Linked DNA regions of Solanum lycopersicum: region 2 is linked to region 1. The links are chromatin contacts, called in public HiChIP or PLAC-seq maps. All regions are on one chromosome and are shown on one strand. The core of a region is the stretch at or near the end of the contact, and the rest is flanking DNA. Distances in the headings are between cores, read along the strand shown.

Region 1 (6,868 bases), core at 2,534-5,033:
AAGCGTGGTAGACCATTGAGTTCTAAGGATCATAATCCTAGAAAAAAGAAAGATTAAATGCCAAGATGACTCTATGAAAGAATCTCATATGGAAGTTCAAAATTTGAATAATTCTGATATTCATAAAAGAATCAATGAACTTGAAACTGAAGAAAATAATGAACAATTCATAAATTTAAGAGATGTTAAAACTAATTTGAATCGATCAGAAATAACAGTTTTTATATCGTTGCATTTAATGTTGCAACAAATATAATGTAAGATAATGAGGATCTTTAACCTCAATCTATTATAGAATATCAACAAAGAAATTATTGGCCAAAATGGCAAGAAGCAATTCAGGCAAAGTTGAATTCACTTGCTAAGCGTGAAGTTTTTAGACCTATAGTCAAACACCTAATGATATTAAATTTGTTGGTTGCAAATGGATTTTTGTGAGAAAAAGAAATAAAAAAAATGAAATACAAAGGTATAAAGCACGCCTTGTGGCACAAGAATTTTCTCAAAGGCTTGACGTCGATTATGAAGAGACATAATCACCCGTTATGGATGCAATAACATTGCGTTATCTCATTAGTTTCACAGTCCACGAGCAACTTGAAATGCATTTGATGGATGTGGTTATAAGATACCTTTATGGATCACATGATAATGAGATATACATGAAAATTTCTGAAGAATTTGCGATGCCTAAATCATGTAATTCAAAATCTCGAGAAATGTATTCAATTAAATTGCAAAGATCATTATATGGTTTGAAGAAATTTGTACACAAGTGATATAACCGTCTTAGTGGGTATTTAATTAAGGAAGGTTATACAAATGATGAAATTTGTCCATGTGTCTTTATAGAGAAAATAATATCGGAATTTATTGTACTTGCTATTTATGTTGATGACATAAATCTTATTGAAAATCCAATAGAGCTTCAAAAGACAGTTTATTATTTAAAGAATGAATTTGATATAAAAGATTTGGGAAGAACAAAATTGTGTCTTTGTTTGCAAATTGAGTATTTGACAAATAGTGTTTTTGTTCATCAATCTGCCTACACAGAAATAGTGTTGAAAAGATTTTGTATGGATGAAGCACATCCATTAAGTACTTCGGTGGTTGTTCGTTCCCTTTATATAAATAAGGATCCATTCCGACCTCAATAAAAGAATGAGGAAACTCTTGGTTTTGAAGTACCATATCTTAGTGCAATTGGTGCACTAATGTATCTTGTTAATACTACAAGGCCCGATATAGCTTTTGTTGTTAATTTGTTAGCAAGGTATAGTTCTACTCCTACTAGGAGATATTGGAATGACATCAAACACATTTTGTGATATCTTAAAGAGACAACTGATATGGGCTTATTTTATTCTAATAATTGTAGCCCCAATCTTGTTGGTTATGCTGATGCAGGATATTTATCTGATCAACACAAAGCTCGATCCCAGACAGGCTATGTGTTTATATGTGGAGGGACTGTCATATCTTGGAGATCTACAAAGCAGTCCATCGCAACCACTTTATCTAATCATGATGAAATAATAACTATTCATGAAGCAAGTAGAGAATTTATGATGTTAAGGTATATGATACATTTCATTCGAGAAAAATCTAGTTTGGAGTGTGATAAAGTCCCCACCACTTTGTATGAAGATAATGCAACATGCATAACACAACTTAGGGGAGGATTCATAAAAAGAGATAGAACAAAGCAAATTTAACCAAAAATTTTTCATGCACATGAACTTCAAAAGAATTGTGATATAAATGTGCAATAGATTTGTTCAAGTGACAATGTGACTGATCTATTCACCAAGTCTCTACCAATTGCAATTTTCAGGAAGATGGTGCACAAGCTTGGAACACGAGGTTTCAAGACTCTGATTGATGTTCTCATTAGGGGGAGTATTAATGTGTTGTACTCTTTTTTCCTTGTAAGGTTTTTAATGAGGCAACCTAGATACGTACTAATACACATGTGTACTCTTTTCATGTACTAAATTTTTTCTTTTCTTAAAGTTTTTTTTAGTAAGATTGTATTTGACGAGGCACATCATCTATGAATTAGACATTCAAGGTGAGTGTTATAAAGTATTTGTATTATAGTGAATGTCTATCATGTGGAGTCCTTTTAAAATATGGTAAGAGGCCTACTTGTGAACCAAGTTAGATTTTTCCTATAAATAGAGGGGTCCTTTTCATTGTAAAATCATCTCTCAAGAGAAATAATAAGTCTTCTCTTCTCTCTGTTTTCTTATTATAATTATTATATACTTTCAGAACAAAAAATACCAACCTGAAGGATCCCATCTTCCACCACAACAAAATCAAGATTTTTTTCAAGAAAAAAAAACTTCACTTACGCAACACTAAGAATAATTTTGCAGAAATTTGAAGAAGAGAGAAACGTGATAAAAAATAAAATCAGAATTTAAATTAATTTTAATTGATTTGATCGTTTTAACGAAATCGGATAATATTAATTATTTTGAATTCCTTGAATCGTGTTAATTATTGATTATCTATTATCAATTCAAATTAAATTAACCCCCATATATATTTTTTTATTATTAATTTTTTATTTTTTTAGAAACGTTTCTTTGTTTATTCCTTTTTTTTTGGCAATATGTTATAGCCTGAAATATTTAATGATATATATTGAAAGTCTAACTCTAATGCTATAGCTTGAAAATAGTACTATAAAAAATGTCGATATGATACAAATATGGGTTATTTAAAAAAATAAAATAAATAAATTTACATATAAAAAATGATATGCTATAACTCACAATTAAATTGTTATGAATAGCAATATATAAAAAGTAGATTTAAAACATGTTAGATTGTCTCTTAAATATATATATGTAGTGTGATTTTTCCATATAAATAATGTATAGTCATAGACAAAATTATAACAGGATAACAAAATGTAAAGTTTGATCAACTGAGAAAATGTGATATCAACTCAACAAACGACACACAACTATAAATTATAATAGTGATTGAAGAATATAATAAAGCTACAAAAGAAATATTATCTTCACCCTGATATAAAGTTTAATTGTAATATTTGTATCTCATATGATATTAATCATTTTGACCTCGATAAACATGTCATCATATGGCAATTCACATTGGTCATTTACAAAAGTTTGCACTTCATTTTTTTTATTGATAATTATTTATGTAGAAATTAGGGAAAATATCCAAGTATCCCCTCAGCCTATGCTCGAAATCCCAAAGACACACTTATACTATACTAAGGTCCTATTACCCTCCTGAACTTATTTTATATGTAATTTTCTACTTTTTTTTAGCCTACGTGGCACTAGTTCAAAAAAAAAAGTCAACCATCGTTGGACCCACAAGATAGTGCCACGTAAGCTAAAAAGGGGTAAAAAATTATCAATAAAATACGTTCAGGGGGTAATAGAACCTTAGTATAGTATAAGTGTGTCTTTGAGATTTCGGGTATAGGTTGAGGGGGTACTTGGGCATTATCCCTAGAAATTAAGATGGAAAATCTTGTATTGTTACATGTTCGGTATAGGAAGTAGAAATGATTAGGCGTGTTTTATTTTACTTTTTTTATTTAATTACCTATTCAAAATTTTACGGAAATATAATAACTATTATTTACAAAATTTATATTACACTCAATATACACGTTCTACGAAGCCATTCATGTAAATAAGCTCTTTATGGAAAGCATTGTAGATATCCTTCGGCTGATTCAACCAATGGACGTAGAACAATTGGGCCCTGTTGACACCTAATATGGCACTTGTGACTGACTGTCTTATTTTGAATAACAGAGTAGTAACTTCACTTCTTGACAAAGCATACCAGAACCATGTATAACTGGAATTGACATACTAGTTGATTCAAATTTTATTTACACACTATCTTGTTCATTTAGCAACTATTGACATATAATATTTCACTATTTCACATAAAAACAGAATGTAGTTTCAAGAACATAAACCATTCAGCTATCTGTACATCGACTTCCTACAAGCAAGGAGCGGCAGAAAAGAATGCTGCCCATTCATGGCTTCTTGAGGATATTGACTTTATGTTCTGAGAAATTTTAAGGATATATTAGTCAGACCAGTAAACTCATTTGAGAGAACATAAACCAATGTTATCTATTGTACACTTATCTCAACCTATACCCCACACAATGAACACATCACCGCGATGTGTCTCATTCAGACAGATACCACGCCTTCAGGAAGCGAGTCATTGTCCTTCTGTGGTGATACAAATCTACGGCAAGCATAGAGTACAGCAGAGTGGAATGCGGATGTGTTCTCCATAAATACAAAGTGACCAGCCTGCAAGATCGAGAAGGGTTTTGCCAGTAACTAGGGATTATCCCTGGTGCTTCACTTTATACTACTATGTAGTTTCGGGAAACAATAATCAGAAATAAGATTATTTTCTGAAGGGGGGCAGGAAAAGGAAAGAAAGAGAACCTGAGGGACCCTAATTATTTCACATGGAACCTTCATATTCTTCCTTGCCTGTTGCGCTCCTCGGTAATCCATCCAATCTTCATGTCCATATATGAAAGCTGTTGGCACCTTCCAATCTGGTGCTCTGTGAATATAAGGAGTCCGAGATATTAGTAGAGAATCGCTGCTAAAATTCTCATCAAGGTTTAGAGAGTCGAGTTACTTGGCAATTTAACATCATGTGCCCCTAGCTAGTTCTATTTTGACTGGAATATCTAAGAGGCTTCTGAAATCCCAAAGCCCCATAAGAATAATGTTATTTCAAGATTTATTAAATAACTTTGTTCATAGGGAGGAGCATCGTGTGTAAATGTCCCAGACTGCGTAGAACGTACCAAGGGCAGAAATGGTTCATCAAAAAAAAAATGGTCCACTAGAATTTCAAGGAATTCACAGCAAGAATTTAAGTCAAAATCCAGGTGCTCTTGGGTCAATATAATCCTGAATCCAGGCATAATTTGTTGGTGTGATTTGGCCATGAAAATTGTGAAATATGAAACAAGTGGTTTTTGTTTTCAAAGTGAAAAATGGCATTTGGAAATTGGAGTTGACCTGAATACAAATTGGAGTTGTTTTTGGACTTTTGTGCATGATTTGGAGTGAAAAAGGTAAAAAACTTTCTGGTGCTTTTCAAATTCCGGAATTCAACTTGTGAAGTGTCGAGTTGAATTCTGGAATTTTCTGAAATTTTATGACCAAACATGATTCCCTGAATTCAATTTTGAAGAAGTAAAATATTCTTGGTCACACGGCCACTAAATGCTTCACAGCATAAAAGAGGTCAAATGCTTACAGACACGTTAAATAACAGGTATCAAGTAATGTGAACCCCATCCATAAGCAGAATACAACTACATTCTTTACATATTTTGTTTGAGCTTTACTAACTTGTATGATCTCATCCTACAGACAATTAACTACACACAGAGTATACCATACCAAATCATATTGGTTACAGAAATATACTTACTCCACAAAAACAAATGAAATAATTGTCCCTGGCATTTTACTTTACCGCAATGAATAAATCAATCAACTATATCTCACTCCTATACTAGCTCTCGACCATACCTATTCCTCTCATATCAAGCCTACTTTACTCCAATATAAAATAATTTGCATTTTAAGGGATCCTTGAGGTTTTCCTGATCTCATATTTCCACTAGGACATAAATGTTTCTTAAACAAAATAAGAAAAACTCCAGGCACATATAGGACCGAGCGAAATGTAAGAACCGAACATTTTTTTACAAGTTGTTATAGCCTAGATAGATGTTTTCACTTCAATTGTATTATGTTCCTAAGCTAAGACGTGCACTGACTCAGAGAGAGATATAGGTCTTTGATAACTTTTCTCAATGTGATTTTAGGACTACCTTGACCTCTATTATCAGCTCCATTCGCTGTATTATAGCACCTAATGCCAGTTCATATAGAGGTCCAAACAGGAGATGAAAATCAATTTAACCGTCAAAGATTAAAATATCAAATATCACAAAGAAGTGCTATTTAGTTTATAATGGTTGCATGCTAGTCATCATGACCAGTTCAAGCATTTCCTTTTCTTAAAACGACAAGAGGGTGAGGGCTCCTAGCAATGGCAAATTAGTATACAATTGCAAATAATTACTTATTACACCACATCAGTCCAGCCATTTTTTGAATGCTTAAAATTACAGTGCCTGGGAATCAGACAACGTTATTTACTAAATCTTCATGGCCCTCATCCTTTTTGGAGAATAAATTCCCATCTAGTTGAGGCTCTTACTTACATTTAATTGCTTGAATTAATTGCATAACTGGACCATCCAATTCGTTTACTCATTTACATCCTAAAGTCTGTCTACATGGTGCAAATTCAATTGAATTAGCATTCTAAAAATAAGCTGAGGAATGGTTCCTATTAGCTTCGGAGAAGACCTTATTACAAAGACGTGAAGGCAAGCTCCATCTTACGGCATCAACTGTAATGCCGAAGAGTTCATGAAGTCTTCCATTTAGTTCCCTCATTCCCACCCTCTTATGTGAAAAAAGGACTATTGAGCGGCATCTATTTTCTCACTTTATATTTTTCCCCTTCCTGCAGGTACAGTATAAATTACTGCCGCACTGCTGATTGAGAAAAAACAGAGAACCCCATGCATCAAATCACTCATGATCTGTGCTTGCAACTAAATTGATACATCTCACATCACATGTAAATAAGTAGGGAATCCAAGTTCTACCTCTATTTTTTTAACGAGAACCTCATATTCCAGCAAAGTGTGACAAGCAGAAGCCATTATAGCAAGCATTATAAGAGCAGAAACTGAACAATACTAACGGATACAGAGCTGGACACTGTAAGGATCTAC
Region 2 (7,237 bases), core at 4,256-6,755, 170 kb before region 1:
TATTAGATTAAACGGTGTTTGAGTACCAATCAACATAAAATATACCCCCAAAATACTCAAAACACCCCTACATCAATTGGATTTTTCAGACAAGTCAAACTTCAATTAAAATTTGTGGAGTTATCATTGGGAAACAAGTCCGCAATGCAGAGTTGTTCCTGTAAGATTTTATAAAATAAATTTTGAGAAAGTAGAGTCCGCATTGTTTCCGTGACACGGACAAAAAGTTTGGCCCAAGATGCACCAAGCCCGTGACGTGGATGGTTTCACCATAAAACAACTTTGGCAGCCTTGCGCAGCTTGTTGGTCCAAGGTTTTGAGTCCTCCTCGAGGACCTTAGGGCAGTCCTTAGGGAGTCCCCAAACAATACATAAAAACACATAAACCATACAAGAATACACAAAAAAAACCTTTGCCAGAATTTAGAACGACCTCATATACAGACCTAGAAGGAGAAAAGTCACCATCACCAATCCTTGCCCTCTTAGATTCTTTTGACCTTTCCATGATCTTTTTCCTCTTTGATTTGTTGGCATGTACAATCAAAGGGGATATATCCATATCCTTGATTAGTGTAGTGGTTCGGCATTATTTGATAACCAAAAACCTGACACAAACTTACTCATCCTTACTCTAGTGTCAGAAACCATAGTCGAAGTATATTAGCCATTTGAGTGAATTCAAAGTATATTGTTTCACACTCATATTACCATGTCGAAGATTAATGAATTCAAGTTTTTTTCCTCCGTCATCGTAAGAGAAAAGAAGCAATCACATAAAGCTCCCTTGGATTTCTCCGAATCAAGAGGATCCGCATCAATAGCCCTTTCACCTTTTCATTGTTCAAACAAAGCAACACCTTTCTCTAGCATAGACACCCCTATAATTCCCACTCTCTTGTAAATCTCATTGATGAACTCTTGAGAATCCTCATCCACCTTCGACACATGAATTTCAGAGGATTCATCTTAATGAAGTCTCTTATTCTTGTCGCCACTGTAACAACTTCTCCATTAACTTGGGATGTCATAGATTAATCCAAAACTTTAAAAGTGGCTCAAAGTTTGACATGAATCACATGCTCAGCCAAAATGTCTATAGAAAGTTGAGGAACTTCAGGCTCTACATTATTGCCCACATTTCTTCTCATGTGAGCTCTTCGAGGGTCTATATATCGAAAAGCAATGGACAAGATTTAGGAGAAGGGTCCCTATAGAGATAACATATATGGCACGACTTAAATGTAATGAAAGAAGTGAAGTTTACTAAAAACATTGTAGCCTCTTGTTCATAAATGGTGCGTTCGCACTCCTGAATTTGACTCTAAGTAACGTGGCTCGTCAAACATTCTATGACCTTTTCTTAAACCTTGTGCTCTAAATAACAAATTTTTCATGACCTTAAGTACACCCTAGATGTGACTTGACCTATAAGACCCCTAAAAGACCTACAATAGCCACTGCACATGCATACAACACAATAATAGACAAAAGTAGAATTAATGTGAATAGTCTCATATCATAAAGAGAAGTTTGAATCATAAGTGTGGAATATGCTCAGTGTTGAGAAGCCTTATTAAACATAAATAGAGTGTTCGAGACTTAACACATAAATCACATATAAAGTCTCAAAGCTAAATGACATTTACAAGTAAAGTCTTCATGGTCTTGCCCTCGAAATATGAGGAATCACAAATCCAACACAATAGGTATAAATTTGTATCTAGCCACGAGTGGGAGTAGAAAAGTGTCTAACCCTACACTTTTACAAGTATGATTTATTACATAGGATGTACCAAGTATGAGGGATATGAAAAAAAATCTGAACATGATCATAAAGGGACATCAAGGAAAACATGATATGCATGACCAAGCTAAATATAGTAAACTTTCAAAGAAGAATCATAAATTATGAGCATAGTTAATGCATCTTAAAATCATAATGAAAGCTTCATAAAGCCTTTAAAAGTAACTTAGTTCATTTGGCGGTATTTATGTTAACCGACATAGACCTTGTGAGCAATAGCATGGAATCTGGTGTCTTGCTTCCATAATAAAAAGGAGATTTCCTAATTGCCAAGGTAAGGACAATGAACTTCTAAATTAGGTGGATCCACTAGTTGTGTCTTTCTAAGACAATCCTATGGGGTACATAGTTAGGGACAAGGATATTGCTACTAGAGACTCGGTCTATACAAATAAGAAGGCCTCCATCTTAATATTCTCTTGGTACTAAGTAAAAATCCCAATGGGATAGTGATATTCATAAACATATCACCATACATGGAAAGTCACAATTAAGTCACTAATCCAAGCTTAAGACATGATAGAGTAGCTCACTAAACCATGATTCAAACAGTGTGAGAAAACCTTTCACCAATCATGATTTCTTAGTATGTGAAAAAATATTTTCATAATTTCATTGATAATCATCTTGTAAACAACCTTAGATCATAAACATCTCTCTCATAATTCATATTCGTAACTCCATGGGCTTTCTTCATAAATTCAAACTAAAAATCATGAATGATGCATGGATCTTATAGAAGTCAATTCGAAATTATGTAGTTTAATCAAAACATACATAGGAAGACTGAAATTAAACAATTAGATCAACATCAATTAAGACCCATGAAGATCACATGAAACCCTAAGCAATTTAGGTGAAATTCAATTGGAAACTTAGAGATTTTGAGTGACCCAATGGATGAATAATCCATTGGTGAATCCACACATACCTTGATGATCAAATCCCCAAAGTAATGGAGTGAAAATGAGATTTGAGTCTTGAATCATAGGTTTGTTCCTTGATCTAGAGAGAGAATTGGAGAGGATAAACTTGAATAACAATTGGGGATTTGAGAGAATGAAAGGGTATGAGTAGACTAGGGAGTTGGAAGGTAGGTTTAGGTCTTAGAAACGACATAGTAGTAGGTATTAAATGCATAGGAAAGACTCAAATACGCTTAATAATAAATGTCAGATGGCTTCTGCGGTTTGTATCTGCAATGCATAGGACCTACGGCCCGTAATAACCAACTTCAGAAATCCAAAATCCATTCACTTCCCATGAGACCAATATGACCCGTCATTTATTCTATGGTCTGTAGAACCCTTATGTAGAACCCAAGTTCAAGCCCAAAATTCACTAAGTATGAATCACTTCTACGGGTGCCATCTACGGCCCATCCAAATTACTATGACTCGTCCTGCATACTCGTAGATAAAACTTTATGTACTTAAATTTTCTATAAAAAAAACTTAACTCAACTGTACAACTTCCCTTCTATGGCCTGTAAGACTTCCTACGATGAGTACATATAACTCGTAGTCACTAACTTAGAGCTAAAAATCAGGACTTTTCCTTTCCTTTTAATTATACAATTTCCAAAATCTTACAGTGGGAGAGGTATTAGAATCAAGATATCACTACTGGCACAGGCTAAATAGGAGATAAGGATCCTAAATAAAGAAGTGCTCTACAAATATAATTTGATGTCTTATTGTTTGGACTTTCATTATGGATATACTTAAAATTGAGTCATAATATATGGATAACATCTTTAGGGATTGGTGAATTTTGCAGGAGCGGCTCGGTCTTCAGAAGATGAGGACATTGATTCATATATTCCCTAGCTCTATTTTAGGCTGACATTCTATTGAATAAAGCCTACCACTTGGAAGTTATAGTATGATTAGATTTATGGATTATGCACTATCCTTCTCCTAATCATTTGTCAACAAAACCAATGAGTACAACTTACTAAAGAAAAATGGTGAAAAGATTTATTTTAGTGAGCTCCCATAAGAAGGCGCAAAGGCAAAAAAGGTCAAGTGTTTTTCCTTGACACTGTCCGACCATGAAATATAACCACATAACCTAGGGAATCCATAAGAGCAAGAAAATACAAGGATATAAAGAATTATATGATTTCCTCTCTTGCTAGAAACAACAATAGATAGGAGTACACAACAATTGCACATGAATAGGGTTCTCCTTAGCTTTTAAGGAGGAAGTGACTTTTTCCAGTATTTTCGGAAAAATGAATTAAATTTATTTTCAGAAGACAAGAAACCCTCCTAAAGAAAGCAAAAGTATATGCACGATAATCGATAGATCCTAGGTTCAAATCCTACATAGGAAAAAAAATAATTATCGATTTGTCTCTAAGATAATGTAATCATGGGACATCAAAACAACTAGTTGATTGTTGCTTTTTATTCCTCACTCTAGTATAGATAACTTGGTTAATTCCATTCTTGCAAAAGGATCCACTGGAAAGAACCATTGCTTCTAATTTTAAGTTGTGGGTCAGATTGTTCTTATCATGGTTATAAATTTTCTGGAAGAATAAGATTCTACATTCTACTGTTACAACAGACACTTCCAGACCAATTTCTGAAGTATCACAATATACTATGAACCCATCAGTTCCTTCTTGTAGGATCAATACTTGGGCAATAGTCAATTTGGGTTTCAACTCGTCATAACTTTTCTCATATGCTTCCGACCATTGAAAATTGATCTTCTTCTAGTAGTTTGGTCAATGAAGCAAAAACATATGGAAAACCTCGTACAAATCTTCTGTATTACCCAACCAAATCAAGAAACTCTCACTCTTCATCAGTGTCATGGGTCTAAACTAATTCTTTACTATCTCGGTCATTGGGAATCCACCTTGATACCTTCACTGAAAATGGCATGGCTTAGGAATGACACGTAATTCAGCCAAAATTTACTCTTAGAAAACATAGAATAGAGCTTGTGATCTCGAAGTGTCTATAAAACTAATATGCGATGAATTGTTTATAACCCTTACTCTTTGAATATACCAAGATAAAATAAATATGATTGTGAACAAATTAGAGGCTTGAAAGGATCACTGCAGCTAAAGGAATACAATTTTAAGAAGTTGTAGTGGAAACAGATCCTAACCATTGGTAAGTTGATTAAGGATGAATACATACAACATCATCCTCTTGGAGTTATTATTGAAGATTGTAAAATCTTATTGAATACCAAACAGGGCCTTGACTAAAAACATATGGAGAGGGGCGAATTAATGTGATGATTTCATGGCCAATGAAGGACACAAACATGAAGATTTAATAATCTTGGGAAGTGCATATACATATATGGAGTTTCATCTCCTGGCAAACTTAAGTGGCGTCGCTTTTTCAAATAGTAATCCTTTTTAGATTTTTCTGGCGTACCAAAACAAATATCTTTTAGCTTTTCACTTGTTTCTTTTTATAAAAAAAACCACAATTAAAAAGATACTAACTAAATATTCTATAGGTTAGAATAATTTGGGATATAAACGGAAAGTTTCTAGGAGTGATTTCAGACCTTGAGAACATGAATGGGCAAAAAAGGGATGTACGACATGAACCTTGACTTCTATGTTTTTGGTACCAAGGATGGAGTATCAATAACATTAAGTGGTAACAATCGAGGAGTAGATATTTGGGGAAGGGTAAAATCGGGGTACAATGGTGTGACGGCATTTCATGTGGCTTCCAACTTACACAAAATGACAATCCACATTAGATAATAATAGCTAGATCCTTGCCACCATGAGCTTTGTTAATAATGGAGGTATTGTTTTAACAACACTCTCAAGGATAGAGATGTTTTTGTTCGCAACGTATAACACATGTTAAACATATACTATTTTTATCAACAGATGCAAATTTGGGTCTTTCAAAAATAACCTTTCTACCTCCACAAGGTAATGATAAGTTCAATAAAGGCAAATCTAGATCTTTCAAAAACAACTTCTACCTCCACGAGGTAGGGTTATAAGTATAACAAATCAGAGGTAGATTATAAGTATAACAAATCTTCAATATATATTATGTTTATCAACAGAGTGGCAAATATGGGATTATACTGGATAAATTGTTATTGTTGTAGAGGGGCAAATCTGATCCATTCCTCTAAATCTCAGCAAAACTAGCAGGTGTCTCGAATATGCAGCTTATCCAGCAGCCAATCAACATGAATTTGTCAAGTCTCTTCCTATTCAAAAACCACTAATGAACAGTGGTACCAATTAGACATACAGAAACCTCCACTGATAAACCTTAACAATGGAATAGCTACGTCTTTGGCGCTAATACAAAATGGACATCTAAAAAAGGAAAAGCTCCTAAAAAGAGATGAATAAAATTCCTGTTGTACAATTGAATCAGCAAGGAATGGTTAATGCAAGCATTTCAAGTATACGGTTTCTCACTATCAGAGTGAAATGATCAAAGTTCAAGCTTCGAGTTTCCAAGTTGGCTAAACAAAATAGCCATGTCCATACCCTGTACCATCGTTGGAACAGCTACATCATAGGGGCAATCTCTAGTAAACCCGGCCTTCCCGGACTTCTGCACTTTCTTTATGCATCTCTTGAACTTCTCATGACATATAACATTGGTCATACCTGAAAGAATGAAGCAGTTGAATTAAACACTTTAACTATGAAATCTGACAAATGAACAAACCATATTCTGTTGCAAGTTCTTCCTCTCTTTAACAGGTGTAATTACCAAAATTAGGTTGAAAAAAAAACATTCTTCTAACAAAATGGTCAATTCTGGAATAATGTGGGACAGGGAAGTAGGCATCATCTGGAAGCTTATAACTTCACATGGAAATTCATGCCAGAATAAGAAGCTGCCACTTAACAGGTTCTTCTTTGAGTTTACTGCTCTTTCTTTGTCAAACATTTCTCAGTGTTTCCTCATCAGAAGGACTTTTGACAAAAATGTAAATGGCCGAGAACCGCTTTATAGATCAATTTAACCAACAAAATCACCTCTCCAGCAAAATTTAGAAACTGATCAAAGCATGCTTGATTCTATACCAAGAACCAAGGCCGCTCCCCATCCTTGTAGAGTGTACTGACATGGGGCACCAGAAAGACAAACAACTAAAAAAATTCAAAAACTGAAAGGCAAGATTTTTTTTCGACTGTAGTATCATAGGTGCTGAAAGGGAAGTCATCTACCCTAACTTTATGCACAAGAGTAGTGTCCCATTTTAGATGTAAAGAGTTAAACTAAAACTGTATTTTATGTCTCAATTGAAATGGCAGTCTAAGAATGACCAAGTACTCTGCATTATTAAAGAAAAATCTCATGTGTAAGCCAATGATGAGAATCACAAGAACCTAATGTATCAGAAATAGGGATGGGTATAGTTTGGGCAAATCCGAAATCCGATTTTTTTAGATTTTTGGTTGGGA

What was found. HiChIP or PLAC-seq counts read pairs in DNA pulled down with a chosen protein or histone mark.
Region 2: a contact with region 1 is called in an RNA polymerase II HiChIP or PLAC-seq map of leaf, with 4 times the contacts expected there. The contact joins two enhancer-like sites. A contact is called at or near these places in 3 of 8 Hi-C or Micro-C datasets (all in leaf) and 1 of 1 datasets of contacts at active chromatin or transcription factors (leaf).

Annotation. Positions count from the first base shown.
Region 1 is chr7:38,274,411-38,281,278 of SLM_r2.1, reverse strand. It overlaps LOC101264837 (probable 1-acylglycerol-3-phosphate O-acyltransferase), which reads right to left. Exons shown (of 8, transcript XM_069286829.1): 8 at 3,923-4,599. The coding sequence ends at 4,386. Among protein-coding and RNA genes, the nearest start is that of LOC101264837, 15 kb to the right of the region's middle. Within about 2 kb of position 3,783, at least 2 of the 2 cell types and tissues checked have open chromatin away from gene starts, as enhancers often do. A contact at or near this core is called in leaf, where this site is marked.
Region 2 is chr7:38,449,034-38,456,270 of SLM_r2.1, reverse strand. It overlaps LOC101265145 (probable phospholipase A2 homolog 1), which reads right to left. Exons shown (of 5, transcript XM_004243098.5): 5 at 5,827-6,433. The coding sequence ends at 6,255. Among protein-coding and RNA genes, the nearest start is that of LOC138337197, 17 kb to the right of the region's middle. Within about 2 kb of position 5,505, at least 2 of the 2 cell types and tissues checked have open chromatin away from gene starts, as enhancers often do. A contact at or near this core is called in leaf, where this site is marked.